Regions from separate parts of the Cyprinus carpio genome. Here region 1 is linked to region 2. A link is a contact called in public Hi-C data. All regions are on one chromosome and are shown on one strand. Each heading gives the region's core, a stretch centred on a gene start, on an enhancer-like site or on the middle of the called end of the contact. The rest is flanking DNA. Distances are from core to core; before and after follow the strand shown.

What was found. A called contact is a pair of places that touch in the nucleus more often than the background predicts.
Region 1: a contact with region 2 is called in a Hi-C map of liver, with 5 times the contacts expected there. The contact joins the promoter of LOC109071148 here to the enhancer-like site in region 2. A contact is called at or near these places in 3 of 8 Hi-C or Micro-C datasets (liver, red blood cells and skeletal muscle).

Annotation. Positions count from the first base shown.
Region 1 is chrA15:16,043,761-16,047,782 of ASM1834038v1, reverse strand. It overlaps LOC109071148 (protein ABHD15), which reads left to right and starts at 1,284. Exons shown (of 7, transcript XM_042771218.1): 1 at 1,284-2,480; 2 at 2,689-2,776; 3 at 2,913-3,163; 4 at 3,257-3,361; 5 at 3,437-3,609. The coding sequence starts at 2,387. LOC109071146 (refilin-B-like) reads left to right here. Exons shown (of 3, transcript XM_019087617.2): 3 at 1-1,159. The coding sequence ends at 70.
Region 2 is chrA15:16,009,506-16,013,480 of ASM1834038v1, reverse strand. No RefSeq gene overlaps it. Among protein-coding and RNA genes, the nearest start is that of LOC109103253, 9.3 kb to the right of the region's middle. Within about 2 kb of position 2,185, at least 2 of the 8 cell types and tissues checked have an H3K27ac peak or open chromatin away from gene starts, as enhancers often do. A contact at or near this core is called in liver and skeletal muscle, where this site is marked.

The sequences.
Region 1 (4,022 bases), core at 35-2,534, 35 kb before region 2:
GCACAAGCTGACCAAGCGCTTCTTCTCTGCTGTAGAGATGCAGGCTTCTGATTGCCAGGCTGGTCTTTGAAGACACACGGGCATCTGTGCCTGACGTTACGCCCATATATACCATTTATAAACCACCGCCTGCATTCATTGAGTCCCAAGAGGAAAAAAAGGAAACTCGGACTGAAATTGTTGCCAGTTGGAAAGGGGATCCCTTGACAGATGCGCAGTTTTAGATTGTTTTAGGCTGAAGGAAGTGTAAGCAACTGTGTTTGAAGGTTTGCTTAGGAGCAGCATATGGATATTTGTATGTGTTTTCTCCATTAGTTATCAATGGTAATGTACAACAATGGTTTTTAATTGTATGTAGAAGTGTGGTTGATTATTTAATGGTGAGATTCAATGGTTTGATGGTTAGATTTGATTTTGAAACATAGTTGGCCATAGAGAAATACATGATTTACTAGAGAGCAAACTTTTGCCCCATCATAAAGTGAGTATTAGAATAATACAATGGTGCATTTTAGGTTTGGTTTACAAAGGTGGAGTTTCAGAACATATTTTTCACATGTTTCTATTTAACAGGTTCAATCTCACTGAGCTGTAGAAGGGTAATGTTCATATATTAGGGCCTAAAAAGTGTTTTCTGAAGAAGCAGGGTATGTTAGTGTGTCTTTGCACAAGGGTGTTGAGTGAATCTGGATGAAAACATTAACTCCATCTTAAACTAACATTGTCTGTGTATTTTACTACTGTAATTATCCATTAGGACACTTATGCTGTCATCCATATTTTCTTTATGTAAAGGCTAGATGACTTCCACAGCTCTGCTTGGTTTTAGTAAGTCATTCTCTGTATCGTTACTCATGAAGGAAAATGAGAAGTGGGGTCACATTAGAGCCTGAAACTGCAGACTGAGGCATCTGTAGATAAATAAATTATAATGTAAATAACAGCAATGTTTTTATCAGTGGCATTTTCCCCTATTTATTTCCTGTTCTTGTTTTAATTCTCTTTAATTCTGTGCGCGGTCATTGATCAAGTGTGTGACACAAATGTGCTGGTTTTAAAATCTGTAGCTGTGCTGTGTAAAATTGTTATTCTTTTAACTTGAATTCCTTTTATGATGGTTATTAACAGTTAAAATGAAATAAATACATTTTTAAAGTGACGTGTTTTTTTTTTTTTTTAAATAAAATGTGCATTGTCCTTAATGTTTGCATTTTTTAATCATGCTAGATAACAAGACTTTACTTCAAGTACAACTAGTAAACTTCTCATTTGTTGTTCTTGAGTGCCCCCTAGAGGTGTAAGTAAGTATTATATATATACTATTAGAAATAAGGCCTTAAGGAATGCAATTGTTTTAAAATCTATATAGTGCTATGTATAAGTTTCATTAATACAAGAACTTTACTGGCTGTCAGGGCAGGCCAAGCTCTCCATGAGATCATCTTGAGCAGCCAGATACCGCCTCCTTCTGTTGGTTTTATAAATCTCAGTCCTCTTTTCTTCTTCCACAGGGTTGGCCAGCATTCCCCCCCACCTCAGACTCTCCTGGGACTGGCTCAAGACTGTCTTCGGTGGCATCTTCTTAGAGTGGTTGGGCCCGGCTGCGGAAACCCACAGCTTTTTGTGTTGTCTGCTCCCTTTTTGCTGTTTCTAGGTCTTCTGGGAGCATGTGTGTCCTCCAGGCCTGTTCTTCAGCTCCATGATCTTAGGTGTTGTTTTAGGCTGTATATAGACTCTTGTCTGTTATAGGGGTTTCATCTAGTGTTGTTTTCCGCTGCAGGAAAGGGTCTGGTTAACCCTCTAGTGATACCGGAGTGACAATGTCAAGAGACCTGTGATTTAAATCATTGTGTGGTAATGTTAAATTATTGTGAAGATGCTATAACAGCATCTTTACTATATTCCCGAGTTAAACTACCCCCCTGTATTAATATGGGTCTGATCTGACGTGTGACGTTCTGATCCACAGTTATGTTTCTTGATCGTTGTTTCATTCAAGTGTTCATTTCTATTTTTATTTAAAAACTGGAAACCATTACAACTAACTACAGGAGGTCAAAAACGCCATTACTTTCCGTGCCTCACTGTTGCATTATTTATACCAATCTTCATCGCATTGAAATATACCAAACGTTTCCTAGAAGAAATATAAAGAAGTATGATTGATTTTATTTCGGAAATGTGCCACCGGGTAATTTTATAACAGTGTTTTGCTTTACAGAATTCATAGGAAGCATTTGGCTTGAAGTGGGCGGGGCATATCGCATTAGCCAATCGAATGCATTTAAAGATGTTGAAGGGGGCGTGACATTGTAGGAAAATGTTTGAGCATGTCGTACGCCAAATAATGCAAATGGGTTGAGAGCTTCTTTAGTTTCGTTTTCAGATGGATGCGTCTGGATCACAACAACTGTTCGATGACTGGGATGATATTAGCGACTCAGAATTTCTCAACATCCCTTCTGAGCAACAAAGCATCGGTAAAATATCTTGTAATTTTGGTTAATAGTTGCGATTGTAGTAATACTTTTAATTCTGGAGACAGGATGACACTGTCGTGTTATGAGTGTATCTTTCTGTTAGTAAGTCTATCATCTGTAAATTTTACCAGTCTGTCTTTCAACTGAAAACTTGTACATAGTTTTTTAATGTTTATACATATAAACGAAGTATTGTATGTCTTTCGAGAGCCCCAGTGTCCTCTCAGTAGTGAAACTGATGGTGAACACTCAGTGAACTTTGATAGCCCCTGTGCGTCCACCTCATCTGTACACAAGTAAGTTATTTAGATGATGCTTAGTGGAAAATGGTTACATATTGTGTGCAGACATGGAACCCTAGTTATTCTGCTGAACTGCAGCATTTGATAGTTCTTTGCTTTTGTCACGTGACTGTGCTCTTCTTTTCAGCAGGAATGAAGAGGCTTTGGGACAAGAAACAGTAAAAACAGAAACTGTGAGAGGTTTAAAGAGAAAGAGCCTACATGGAAACAGCTTTAGCCCAATGCAACGCTTCTTCAAGCGGCATCTGAGCGTGACCCTCCTGTGTGAACAGTCTTGGTGTGAGATGAAGACTGTTTACAGTCTTTTAAAGCCATTTGTCAAGAGAAGGGAAATGCAACGTGCTGAGGTGCAGATCGGAAAAGAAATTCATTTATCAAGAGGTGACCACTGATGTTTATAATACACATTTGAATATACTGCAGCATAATATCTTGTTCATGTTCAGTAATCCGATCCATGACTTTCATCTCCAGAAAAGGAGATTCAGGACGTTGTCCCTGTAGATATCTTGACTAGAGAAGATGCAGAAGCCATCAAACTTCTCAATATGTTGCACATGATCCCGCTGTTGGAAGCAGGTGAGTTGACAATGTTAATATTTAGTGTTAGATGTTGTTTTTGTAGTCAGATCATTTTCAAACATCTTGTTTCAGGAGAACGTGTGCGAGAGTTTCCTGTGTTTGGTGTGCTGGAAGGTGTTTTTGTCTTGGGGGTCATTGATGAACTCATGTATAACCAGAAGGGGGAGCTGGTCCTGAACGAGCTCAAGACACGCAAACAGAACTCCTTGCCTAGTTCTGCACAAGATAAAGTCAACTGCTTCCAGGTGAGTTGGGGTTATTCACGCATACAGTAGTAAATCATTGCACTGTGCTTTTGTGAACAGCTGCCTTATTCTCATTAGACTTCATTTCCCCATACATTTGGCCATATAGTTAATTTCTGTTAATTTATTAAAATACATATTTTGAATGCATTTAAAATGATGGGCTCTTAAGAATAACAAATGCAATTCACACATAAAATGACCTGTATACACCTTCTCTATAAAAGCCTTTTTTATTATTTTGGGTGGGCATAAAGTCATAAATGTTAGGGTGTTACAACTATCCTGATATCATAATAAAAAAGCCTCATGAAAGAATGAAATTCTAAACCGTTAAGTAGTTTGGCATAATCGTTTATAATTATATCTTTGAACAATAAAGAAGAATCTGTTTATAGTAAAGTAATAGTTTT
Region 2 (3,975 bases), core at 936-3,435:
ATTTTTGCAGTTTTATCCACAATTCACATGCAATATAATTCTACAGGCTTATCCTATACATTTTTTTTTTGTTTGTTTGTTTTTTGTGTAATTGGTAATGTCTGAAGATCTTGATGTTCCATGCGTACTTGTGCACAATGCTTCACAAGTGTGTCCCAGCAGCAGATGGCAGTATGGAAAAGCCCGAGACTATGGAAAAGCAGTGCAGGCATGAGTGACAGTTACCGTGACGCAGAGCTCACTCGTTTTGGCTCGGAAAGCAAGTTTATATTTAGCACCTATTTTTAACCTGAAACATGACACAGGTAGCCTAAATAATTCCGCTTCGAAATTCATACAATGCTTTTGTCCTGGCGTGCATAAAAGAATGGGGTTTCACAGAACGTGTTAATAGTTCAGCAAAGTTCTCCAACAGCAGTACAGTGAATGCATTACAAGGGTGAATTGAATTAGCAGCGCGGTAGGGATGCACATCATTAGTGGGTCATCAGTGGGCAATGTTGAGCCGTCATTGGGTGATGTAAGAAAGGCCAAATCTGCACACCTTGTTCCGCATTAATGAAATGCATTGAATACCTCTTGTTTTTGGATAGATTTATTCCAGGTGAGCTTAAAGTAGAAGGTTGAAACAAAGACCACATGCTTCCGGCTGATGTTTTGTTTGTTTTCTTGATGTATTCTCTGGACTCCGCAGGAGTACAGCACCTGTGTTATTTGACCTGCCCTTTGTTGCTGCAACCCAGGTGTGACCATTTCCCAACTCAAGCAGCAAATATTTGCAGAAGCCTTCGGCAAATTCTTCGCATGTGCATGACGCAGATGTACTAGGTGGGGTGAACTCTCACTCTCTAACACGTATTGTGTATCTTTCTTGCTCTATTTTTTTTCTTTCTCTCTCTTCCCATACCTAAATCTGCTTTAATCTTTCAATATCTTTGGCTGTGACTTGGAGAAGAGCTGGTTAACGCCTGTCCCCTGGGCAGAGACATGAGGAGGATTGATGGCAGGAGATCTAATGTAGGGTGACAGGTTGCCTGGCTTGTCTGAAGGGGGCCAGATCAGGACCTCACATTCTTGCAACTTTGATTTAGCCGTGGTTCGCATTCTTTGCAATCTTTATGGCTGGTTGAGGAGGAAGAAGGAGAAGCTGGCCACATTTGCCGGTGGCTATGTGGTGGTATTGCCCACTCTGGTGGAGACTTGCATCAGGTTTTTTTTTTTCCATTGTGCAACTTCACGCCTGTGTAGCATGATCTGCAAGCACTTGACTGCTGACTGTCATCAGATATACGAGGCACAGGCCAAAAGAGAAGGGACGTTAGTTTCCACTGTTACAGTCAAGGGTTGTTCAAAAGAGATAGGATTAAACAACTAAAGTATTAACACATCAAATTTGAATGGTGTCTTAGTATATATGACTATTGTAAGCTTTTTAATGAAGGAGGAAATAATTTTCTATTTCCTTCATCGCGTGATTGAACAACACTGCAAATAGGGAACACATTGCACATGGTTATTTAATGCACTTTACATAATCAGAAAATCAAACAAAATTTCAGCCTTCTTTTTACGGCTCACTGGAATAATTAACTCTGTTCGGTCACCGCCTTCATCTGGTGCTTCACGTGGACTTGCGCTCTCGTGCTTCTCTCAAAGTTATGAACAAATGTTCAAAGTTATTTGATCTGTAATAACTTTCTCTAAAAAGTTAGTTATACATTGTATAATGTAAGCAGCATAATTTGCATTACCTCTGTACATTATCAGTGAGTCAGTGAGTGTAAGTCATGTTTTTGTATGGAAGGTATTACACTGTGTTAATGCACACTGCCAATTATAGTGCTGTCCTCTTTTTAGATGCGGACCTGAAGCACTCACATGCCTGGCTCCGTAATTAATCTGTCTGATTTATTGGAAACACGCAGGGACTGCGCAGCTCCTGGCTCCTGTCCTTGGGATGTCAGCCTCTGGCTGTAGAGGATATGGGGGAGGGTGGCCGGGTACCCTGGATACATCAGACATCTGTGTCTTCTGTCCGCAGGGCAGCACCTTTCCGCTTCTCTTACTCATAACAAAGCAATGAAGTGGGCTGGGGTGGGCCGGGCCCCTCACTCGCATGGCCATTGGGGCATTAGACCTGGAAAAGTACAGCACTTTTCCCCCAGCTTATTAGATGCTGTGTTTCATTACCTCCACATGAAATGGCCTTGGCTGGTTGTCTCACAGCCCCATTCCTGTCTCTCTCATATCTTATGAAAAATCCTCCAGAAAAAAAGCTCTGCTTTTGGCACAGAGGTTAGAAGATGCCCTTGCAATTATTTATTAATTTATTTGTTTGTTTATTATAGCATGTTATATTAGCCTATAATGTCCTTTAAAAGAAGAGGGCAACTGCAAGGTCAAACATGTTATGAATTATAGAGAGGGCGTCAGCTGAGGCTTAAATCCATCCATAGGAACTCAAAGTAAAAAAAAAATCTTTAGAAAAGCTGAAGCTTGACTAGCTGTGCTAGATATGTCAAAAATGTGGGTTGCCTGAGATGTATGGAGTACTTGTGCCACTTTAAAATTAAGGAATCAATTATCTATGCATTAATTCAGAAAAAAAAATGTAAATAAATAAACTGACAAACAAAACATTCAAAAATGCTGATTTAATTCATGTTTAAAAATGTAGTTATTGTAACAAATAAAATATTGGATTAATAAATCACTTTACAAATAGAAAAATAAATATACATTTAATGTTTTAATTATTTTAAATTAAATGTGTATTTATTTGAAGTAGCTTTGAAACATTTAAAAAAAGTTGTTAATAAAATAATACATTAAATGATTTTTTTAAAGAGTTGTAAATATGTCTAAGTAAGTTAATTATTGAAAGTAATTGCTTATGTTCATTTTTATTTTTGAATCAATATGCTAATATAAGTTATTATTTCATTTTATTTGTGGCCCTCCTGGCCCTCTGTAGAAATTAACCTCATCAGATTGCTCTCTAAAAATAACCAATGGAGAATTGACCTTTGACCCACTGTATAATTCACACACTGCTTACAAGAAAAAACAAGCATTAGTGGATCCCTTTATCTACATACTGTCTAGAAACAGTACTTCCACCCATGTCCATATGGGTGTGACGTAAACTTTTGATGAAAAAATCTAAGCCATTTTTTTTTTTCATAAAATTAGTTCCATTCGTACAAACACAAGTGCTTTTCATTCCTCAATTCCCTACAGTCTTTATTTGCTGGGCCATATGTGTTCATGTCAAATTCAGCATTCATCTTTGAAGGGCCTGTACTGATATCCGAACTAAACAAGTCCAAATGACATGTGCAATCCTGACCACAGTGTTATAGATGAAACCAGTACGTATAATGTGTTTCAACAAACTCACATGATGTGACTCAGCAAATATTTCACGCTTGACATAAATGGAAAGAACAGGATGTGACAATTCAAATTAGACCTGCACATCAGCATATCTGTGAGAAATTATTCACATTCCTCCACAAATGGAAAATTCCCACAGCATCCAGGAAGCGGTTCTCTCGCTCACCACACTTACAACAGAGGTGCACTGCAGCAGATATTACAGGTTACTGCTATGAAGATTAAAAGGATTGCCCTGGATATGAATGAGAGCTGCTCTGTCACGAGGTCAACAGGGCACATGGGAATTCTCAGGTGTCTTTGCTGTTTTCAGGGTGAGGTATGGTGGGGTGGTGCAGTGTCACCGTTCGGCGATGTGGCACTTCCTTCCCAGCCTGCCAGGTTATGTAAATGTGCAGTGCTGAGCAGAGCACTGTGCTAAAGTTGGAACACCGGGCTCTATTTGTGGAAAATCAGCTGGGCGAACTGCTGGATCTGTGTCAGACTATAAGATTGGCGTATAGCTGCTTTTTTAGACAGGTGCTCGTGTGTATTAGGGACAGGCTGAGCTCTTTACCCTTCTGGGAGAGACGCCTTACT